2 separate regions of the Sus scrofa genome follow, and region 1 is linked to region 2. A link is a contact called in public Hi-C data. All regions are on one chromosome and are shown on one strand. Each heading gives the region's core, a stretch centred on a gene start, on an enhancer-like site or on the middle of the called end of the contact. The rest is flanking DNA. Distances are from core to core; before and after follow the strand shown. Region 1 holds the start of AJUBA (LIM domain-containing protein ajuba). Region 2 holds the start of PSMB5 (proteasome subunit beta type-5).

What was found. A called contact is a pair of places that touch in the nucleus more often than the background predicts.
Region 1: a Hi-C map of alveolar macrophages shows a contact between it and region 2, with 1.8 times the contacts expected there. The contact joins the promoter of AJUBA here to the promoter of PSMB5 in region 2. A contact is called at or near these places in 14 of 47 Hi-C or Micro-C datasets (alveolar macrophages, blood, embryonic fibroblasts and 9 more) and 2 of 2 datasets of contacts at active chromatin or transcription factors (alveolar macrophages and skeletal muscle).

What each region holds. Positions count from the first base shown.
Region 1 is chr7:76,060,857-76,065,217 of Sscrofa11.1, forward strand. It overlaps AJUBA (LIM domain-containing protein ajuba), which reads left to right and starts at 2,153. Exons shown (of 8, transcript XM_021099246.1): 1 at 2,153-3,563. The coding sequence starts at 2,528. C7H14orf93 reads left to right here. Exons shown (of 7, transcript XM_021099247.1): 7 at 1-1,021.
Region 2 is chr7:76,012,983-76,016,912 of Sscrofa11.1, forward strand. It overlaps PSMB5 (proteasome subunit beta type-5), which reads left to right and starts at 1,594. Exons shown (of 3, transcript XM_001924445.4): 1 at 1,594-2,131; 2 at 3,152-3,458. The coding sequence starts at 1,898.

The DNA.
Region 1 (4,361 bases), core at 903-3,402, 48 kb after region 2:
TTTGAAAGATAATTTGGAAGCAGAATTGACAAGACTTGGTGATAGGCCTTGGTGATAGGATTTGAGGTTAAGGGAGGGGGACATAAGGTCAATATTCAGATTTCTGGCTTAAGTAGCTAAGTGGTTAATGGCGCCATTTGCTCAGGAAATGCTGGAGGAGCCAGTTTTGGGAGGCAGGGAAGGTGAGGTCAGTTTAGGGTGTTGTGTACCTTTGAGACAACCAAGTAGAGGTGCTAGTCGTCAGCTGAGTTTTTAAGTCCAAGAGAGTCTAGGCTAGAGATACGGACTGAGGAGTCATCTGTGTATATAGAGCCTAAAGTCCTGGGGAGGGAGAATAGGGCCTGTGGAGCTCCTGGCTCTAGTTCAGCCTATAGAGTGGTTACCCCGAGGTCATGAGCACTGCTGGCACCTGCCCTATCAGAGTGTCCCCCTTTCACTTGTGTCTGCTTCCTGTCATCCCCTGAACACCCAAGTTCTTGATCCCAACTGTGCCTACTACTGCCACTACCAGCTCCCGGATGGGCCTCCTTTAATGGCATCTCAACTTTTCATAAGATTTACTCTCCCATTCTAACGCCAAAGGAGCAAAGCTCCCAAATGTTAGAAAATGTAGGTAATTGGAAGGAAGCATCCAGGTTCTCCTTCCCCATGGGGAGACAGGAAAGGAGGGAGAAGCTTATGGCTGATTCTGAAGATGGCACGCAACAGCAGGTTCTGGATGCAACCTGAGAGCTCCCCTGGGTTACTAATGCTTTCAGTCCTCCTTGCTTCCACCCTAAGAGTAAACTCTCCTCTGGATCAGAGAGATGCTGTAGCCCTGACCAGGGAAAGAGGCTGATTCTCAGGAGAGATGAGGGCAGGGAGACAATGCAGCTAGGGCAGAGAAGCCAAACAGTTTGTGCCAAATTAATTTCCCCAAAGATATTAACCTCCTTTCCTTCCCCTTTCCCTAAGGCCACACTAAGATTGTAAAAGGTGTTCAGAATGTTGAAGTGAAAATAATATGCATGATTTGTTTGCATATAATTTTCATACTAATTTACTATCCAAATGCAAAGGAGTTATTTTCCCTCTCCATTTTCCCCCACACCCTACCCCATGCCCCTGATGTGCTGGTCTGGGCAAAATCCATTGGCTGATATTTAATCAGGTATGTTCAGCTTCAGCCAGGGCTTCCTCTTTTCCTTATTCTTGAGCCTCCTAGTATGGCCAGGATTGGCCTCTTTTGCTTTTCCACCTTGATCATTTTCACTTGCTATCTCTTCTAAAGAACATATTTTTTCTTCCGCTTAAGTTGATACTTACTCTTTATCACCAATCTCCTGTGGGCCAACCAAGGGCGAGGCCTTTGCTACCCCTAAAAACCAGGCCTTCTATCCCCAGTCACCAGAAATAGTTGCTAAAAATCTCATTTCCCAACACCAGGGGGTGTCTATCGATCCCTCTATCAGCCCTACCCTGAAGGTAGAGATTAGTCCCAAGCCTTTTTCTCTCTCCTTTCACACACACACTCTAAAACTCCCTCCCTCCAACTGCAGAGTTTTGGATTCAGAAAGTTGTCTTTGCATTGCAGCTTATCTGTTTGTCTCTCATTCTCTCTGGATTCGCACAAATTTGTCTTTTTCTTGGCCTATTCAGCCTTCGGTCTCTGCAACACCCGCGATCGATCCCCTTTGGTCTGCTCTCTTTCTTTCCATACCTGTCTTCCACAACCTCTCTATAAGGGCTTCCTCGCTCTGAACCTCTCTGTGTATCTACATTTCTTTTCTCTCCCTGTCTCACTATTTCTGTATCAGTCCCTCCTCATCTCTCCAGCAGTCCTCATACTAGGAACAAAGTCACGGTGTTTGCGCAGAACAAGCCTCGCGTCGCCGGGTCCCGGGCCGCGACATTCCACGGTGCCCCTCCGCGCATTCCAACTACAAACAAAGAGTTCCCCTCCCCTCCCCCACTTTTTCCTGTCCCAATTCTTGAGTGGTGTAGTAGCTATTGCCCAAACTGCCCCTCGCCCTTTTTTAGCCGTCAGTCGGCGGATCTCCAGTTCCAGGACAGTTGGCACCAGCACCCGCTCTCCCCTCCTCCGGCGCACCAGATTCCTGCGCCGACACCCCTGTTTCTTTCGCACTCAGCGCCCCGCCCCTCCAGGAAAGTAGATCCGGCCAGGCAGACAAAAGTTTGGGAGAGAAGTTGGGTCCGTGCTGAGTGTGAGAGCGAGGGGGGCGGGGGCCGGGGAGAGTGGGGCTGCCGGGTGAGTCGGCTCGTGAACAGATAGACCTGCGGAAGGCACAGCCACGGCCGTCGGCCCTTCTAGCCTTGCTTAACCCCTGATGCGCGGGGGGACGCAACCCCTGTCGCTGGGGGATGCTGCGGGATTCTTGGCGCGGGGCATCCAGGCCACCCGCTAAATCCCGGTGCCTATCCTGTGCCCCCGGGGAACCCGAGTCCAGCCGCAGGGAGAGAGAAGCGGCCACCGAGACGCTGCAGGGTGCCGGGCGGGGAGGGGGCTGGAGTCCCCAGGCCCGAGGGCATGGAGCGATTAGGGGAGAAAGCCAGTCGCCTGCTAGAGAAGTTAAGACTCTCGGACTCCGGCAGCGCCAAGTTCGGCCGCAGAAAGGGTGAATCTAGCCGGTCTGGGTCTGATGGGACCCCCGGGCCGGGAAAGGGGCGTCAGAGCGGATTAGGGGGACCTAGGAAATCAGGGCCCCGTGGAGCTACTGGGGGACTTGGGGATGAGCCGTTGGAGCCAGCCCGGGAGCAAGGCCCCCTGGATGCTGAGCGGAACCCCCGCGGCTCCTTTGAGGCGCAGCGCTACGAAGCCTCCTTTCCCGGGGTGCCACCTCCCACCCGGGCCTTGCCTCTACCTCAGTCATTGCCCCCTGACTTTCGGCTGGAGACCACGGCCCCAGCCCTAAGCCCCCGCTCCAGTTTTGCCAGTAGCTCAGCCAGCGACGCGAGCAAGCCGTCCAGCCCCCGGGGCAGTCTGCTGCTGGACGGGGCGGGGGCTGGTGGAGCCGGAGGTAGCCGACCCTGCAGCAATCGTACCAGCGGCATCAGCATGGGCTATGACCAGCGCCACGGCAGTCCTCTGCCTGCCGGGCCTTGCCTGTTTGGCCCACCCCTGGCTGGGGTTCCGGCAGGCTATTCCTCCGGAGGGGTGCCGTCCGCCTACCCCGAGCTCCACGCTGCCCTGGACCGACTGTGCGCTCATCGGCCGGCCGGATTCGGCTGCCAGGAAAGCCGCCACTCATATCCCCCGGCCCTGGGCAGCCCGGGAGCTCTTGCCGGAGCTGGAGTAGGAGCGGCTGGGCCCTTGGAGAGACGAGGGGCGCAACCCGGACGACACTCGGTGACTGGCTACGGGGACTGCGCCGCTGGCGCCCGATACCAGGATGAGCTAACAGCGTTGCTGCGCCTGACAGGGGGCACAGGTGGGCGAGAAGCCGGCGCCCGCGGGGAACCCTCGGGAATTGAGCCGTCGGGTCTTGAGGAGCCGCCGGGTGCGTTCGTTCAGGAGGCTGCCCGGACCCGGATACGGGAGCCGGAGTCCAGAGAAGACTACTTTGGTGAGTGAGAGAAGTGGTGAGGGACGGGGAGGGACCCGTCACCGCATTTGGTTCCCCTCTGCCCCGACGGCCAAAACTGCCTGCGCCAGGAGGTCGGAGGCAGAGACTCAGGGCTAGGAAAGAGGCAAGAGAAGAATTCCCTTCCCACTGGGTTTCAGATGGACCACAGGCACCCTATTCCTGCTAAATTCACCCCCTCCCTGTGTGATCTCCAGTTCCTCAAGCTTTAGAGCCTGGGTTTTTCTCGGTAGGAGGCCTCGTAGGGAGGGGACCAAGTGGGGCCGTGAGAGCATCCCCCATCTTGCTACCCCCTCGGCGGTGGTGCCCCTGCAGGCTCCTGCGCGCCGCGCCCCCACCCGGGCCCAGGCTCCGCCCGCAGGAATTCGGGGAATGCGCGGGTGGGGGGCGGGGCGGGCGGGCAGCGTGCGTGCCGGCTCCTGCCCGGGCGCTCCAGGTGCCCGCGGGCGGGGCCGGTCGCGCGGCGCAGGGCGGAGGTGAGGTGCAGGGGGTGGGGGAGCTGCCTCCTAACACGCGCGGAGCTGTGGCTGCCGCGGTCGGGGATATGGAGCCCGAGGAAAGAATGAAAGCCCTGGGACGAAAAGCAGGGACCCTACTGCTGACCGGCCCCGGACCTGCTGGACCTGCTGGCCGGGTGCCTGCGTGGGCATTTAAGAGCTGGTGGCTTCAGATTCTATTTTCCCCATCCTCCGGAAGTCAGGGCAGAAGTCTTGGCCACCCGGACAGCATCACCCGTGGATGGTTGACGAATGTGTAAAATTGCCAGAAATAACCTGGCCT
Region 2 (3,930 bases), core at 344-2,843:
AAAACTCACAATGGAAGCTCCAGTGGGAGATAAATGTATAACCAGGTAAAATGCCAAAGTACCTTAAGAGAGATACAAATGCCATTAGTAGCAGAGTGAAAGAACCACTGAGAGAAGTCAGAAGGATTAGCTGCATTGCAGGAGTGACCACAAAAATAATATGTGCTCAATAAACAGAAGCACTCTGCATTTCCCACACCATCCAAGTGTGAGACTCACATAAAGATCATCTGCTTCATTACATTCTGATGGTTGGGTTTGGAAAGGGTTGCCAAATTTCAGCATTAAAAATACAACACATACAGAGTCTGCTGGGAAGAGGAGGGGCTGAGTTGGGCAGCAAAGGGAAGTGGAATTTAGATACTGATGGATGTTGCTGCTGGAATCCAACAAGGAAGGCTAGACACTGACTTCATAGAACTATAAAGCAGGAGGAGACATTTCTTACATTTGCCCACTTCCTTGATTGTTATGGTTCCCCAAAGGGTTGAACAGTGAAGGTGGGCGGAGAGAGGAAGAGACTATGAGATACAGCACACTCCTGAATAAGAGCTTGTCTTAGCAAGCTTAAGTCAGAAAACCTCTTGGTACATCCTTATGAAGCCTCAGCTCTCCCCCAGGCTCTGGGATGGTAAATTACTTTGACTCAGTTATTCGGGAGCTGAACTGAAAATCCAGTTTGTGGATTAACTGGGCCTTTGCTTTTCCTTCTTTATTATTCTGCGTTTTTGGCCATTCATTACTTATTAGAATTTCCGCCAGAGGGTGAGAGTAAAGACAACATTGAATCGTTTTTTTTTTTTTTTTTTTTCTGGTCTTTGGTCTTTTTAGGGCAGCACCTGTGGCATATGGAGGTTCCCAGGCTGGGGGTCGAATTGGAGCTGGAACTGCAGGCCACAGCCACAGCCACAGCAATGAGGGATCTGACCTGATGTGTTTGCGACCTACACCACAGCTCACGGCAATGCCAGATCCTTAACCCACTGAGCCAGGCCAGGGATCGAACCGCGTCCTCATGTATACTAGTCGGGTTCGTTAACCACTGAGCCATGAGTGGAACTCCAACATTGGATCTTAAAAATCGATTACTGTTAGAGATGTGGCTAGTGTGGTGACTGATGCTATCCAACAACAAGAGTAAAAGCATTCTTTTTTTTTTGTCATTTCTTAGACCGCTCCTGTGGCATATGGAGGTTCCCAGGCCAGGGGTCCAATCAGAGATGTAGCCGCCAGCCTACAGGATCCGAGCCTTGTCTGCAGCCTACACCACAGCTCACAGTAATGCCGGATCCTTAACCTACTGAGCAAGGCCAGGAATCGAACCCTCAACCTCATAGTTCCTAGTCAGATTCGTTAACCACTGAGCCACGACAGGAACTCCTAAATGCATTCTTATTTGGGGGAAAATGGCCTCAGAATAGATCATTATTTTACCTGGTATCAGAGATTGCCCTTAAACAAAATGGCAACTTCAGTCGCGTTAATACAGCGCTGAAGCACTAGAGATGTAAAGTGCAGCTTGGACACCAGGCGGGGCGGGGCTGATTTACAGCTACCGGTTTAGAACAGATTTTCAACCAGTCACGCCCTTCTCAAAGATGGCCGGTCCCCCTTCACTCCTTCAACTTGGACATTTTCCATTGCTCCCTATGGAATTTGAGGTTAATCTAACCTCATGCTGACTGCGTGACCGAAATCAAGATGGAAGCCACATCCCTTTAGCATTTAAGGGAAGTGAAGCTATTTATTTTTCCCTCCTCGGGGAAAATAATCACTTGCATCTGGCTCTTGTTTTTGGAGGCGTGGTTGCCAGGAGTTAAAATGGCTCCTCCTTGGAATAGATTTACTAGCGAGTGAAGCCGGGAGGGCGTGGCGTTGCCCGGCCGCTCTTTACTAGATGTTCTGGCGGGTAGTTCCGTTTCCCTTACTAGACATGGCGCTGGCCAGCGTGTTGGAGAGGCCGCTGGCCGTGAATCGGCGCGGGTTTTTCGGATTTGGGGGTCGTGCGGATCTGCTGGACCTGGGTCCGGGGAGCCCTGGCGATGGGCTGAGCCTGGTCGCGCCCAGCTGGGGTGTCCCAGAGGAGCCAAGAATCGAAATGCTTCACGGTACCACCACTCTGGCCTTCAAGGTGCGGACCCAGTCGCTGCGCCGCCCTGAGTCGCGTCCTTCCCGGCCTCCCAGCCGGAGAGGAACCCGGGGTGGCTGCAGCCACGAAACCCGAGTGGAGGCTTGAGCTAATCGCCCCCGACCCCAGTGGTTTCGTTGTCTCATTGCTGAGGGAGGCCTGGGCTTTCGCTCTAGCGGGAGAAGGGGTTGGGGGGCGTGGGGCTGGGGGTAATGGGGCAAGGAGCCCGAGGCTGCTTGGGTTAATTCATGCTTAAGCGACTCCAGGTGGGTCCTATCCAGGGAAGCGGAGGCCGCAGCAGTGAACACTGGCAGAGGGAGGGCTGTTGTAACCACCAAAGGTTTTGGAAACTGAGTGGCGCTGATAGACCAGAGCAACTGAAACCGCTGTGGCTTGAGGGGGAAGGTTGGTGAGAGGGAGCACTGTACTAGGAGCCAGACATTTGGGATTGCTGGTCCAGCTCTGCAATAACAAGCTGTATGATCTTGGGTAAGTCGTTCCATCTCATTGAGCCCATTTCCTCAGCCATAAAGTGAAGGTAACACTGAAGGTAATCCCACGTCAAAGGATTGATGTGAAGCTCTAGGGACATTAATATGTGGGAAAGTATGTCGTGAAGTATAAAATGGCAGAGAAAGAGATGTTCTGGGCTTGCATTGATGCATAAAGAAATGTCAAGATTGGAGTTCCTGTCGTGGCTCAGTGGTTAACGAATCCCACTAGGAACCATGAGGTTGTGGGTTTGATCCCTGGCCTTGCTCAATGGGTTAGGGATCCGGCATTGCCGTGAGCTGTGGTGTAGGTTGCCGACGTGGCTCGGATCCCGCATTGCTGTGGCTCTGGCGTAGGCCGGTGGCTACAGCTCCGATTGGACCCATGGCCTGGGAACCTCCATATGCCGCGGGAGCGGCCCAAGAAATGGCAAAAAGACGAAAAAAAAAAAAAAGAAAGAAAGAAATGTCAAGATGATGTTTTTTGTCTGATGTGGCCTAGTCTGTTTTGTGTTTCCTCTGATCTTAACAGTTTCTCCATGGAGTCATTGTTGCAGCAGACTCCCGGGCCACAGCAGGTGCCTACATTGCCTCCCAGACAGTAAAGAAAGTGATAGAGATCAACCCGTACCTGCTGGGCACCATGGCTGGGGGTGCAGCGGATTGCAGCTTCTGGGAGCGGCTCTTGGCTCGGCAGTGTCGAATCTATGAGCTTCGAAACAAGGAACGAATTTCGGTAGCAGCTGCCTCCAAGCTGCTTGCCAACATGGTGTATCAGTACAAAGGCATGGGGCTGTCCATGGGCACCATGATCTGTGGCTGGGATAAGAGAGGCCCTGGTGAGTTAACCTACAATCACGTGATTCTTGGGCTGACACTACAGAGAGAATGGTGTTGGATGAACAGATGAATGAAAGAGCTTATGTGAGTGCTGAGGATGTGTTGATTAGTTCTCAGTTCTTCCTTTGTTTGAGGAAGGACTAGTGTAGGAAAGGGCACAGAGGTAGATCAGCTGTGTCATTGGCCACCCTTGTGACCTTAGGTAGGTTGCTTATTTTCTCAGCCTGTTTCATCATCTGTTACATAGATTCCATGAGGTAATACATGTCAAGTATATAGTGTCTGGCACATAAGACCTGCAAAGGATTGCATTGAGTTTTGTTTTTTTTTTTGTTGTTTTTTTTTTTTTTGGTTTTTTTAGGGCTGCATTCACGGCTTATGGAAGTTCTCAGGCTAGGGGTTGAATTGGAGCTGCAGCTGCCGGCTTATGCCACAACCACAACAGTGCCAGATCTGAGCCATGTCTGCAAC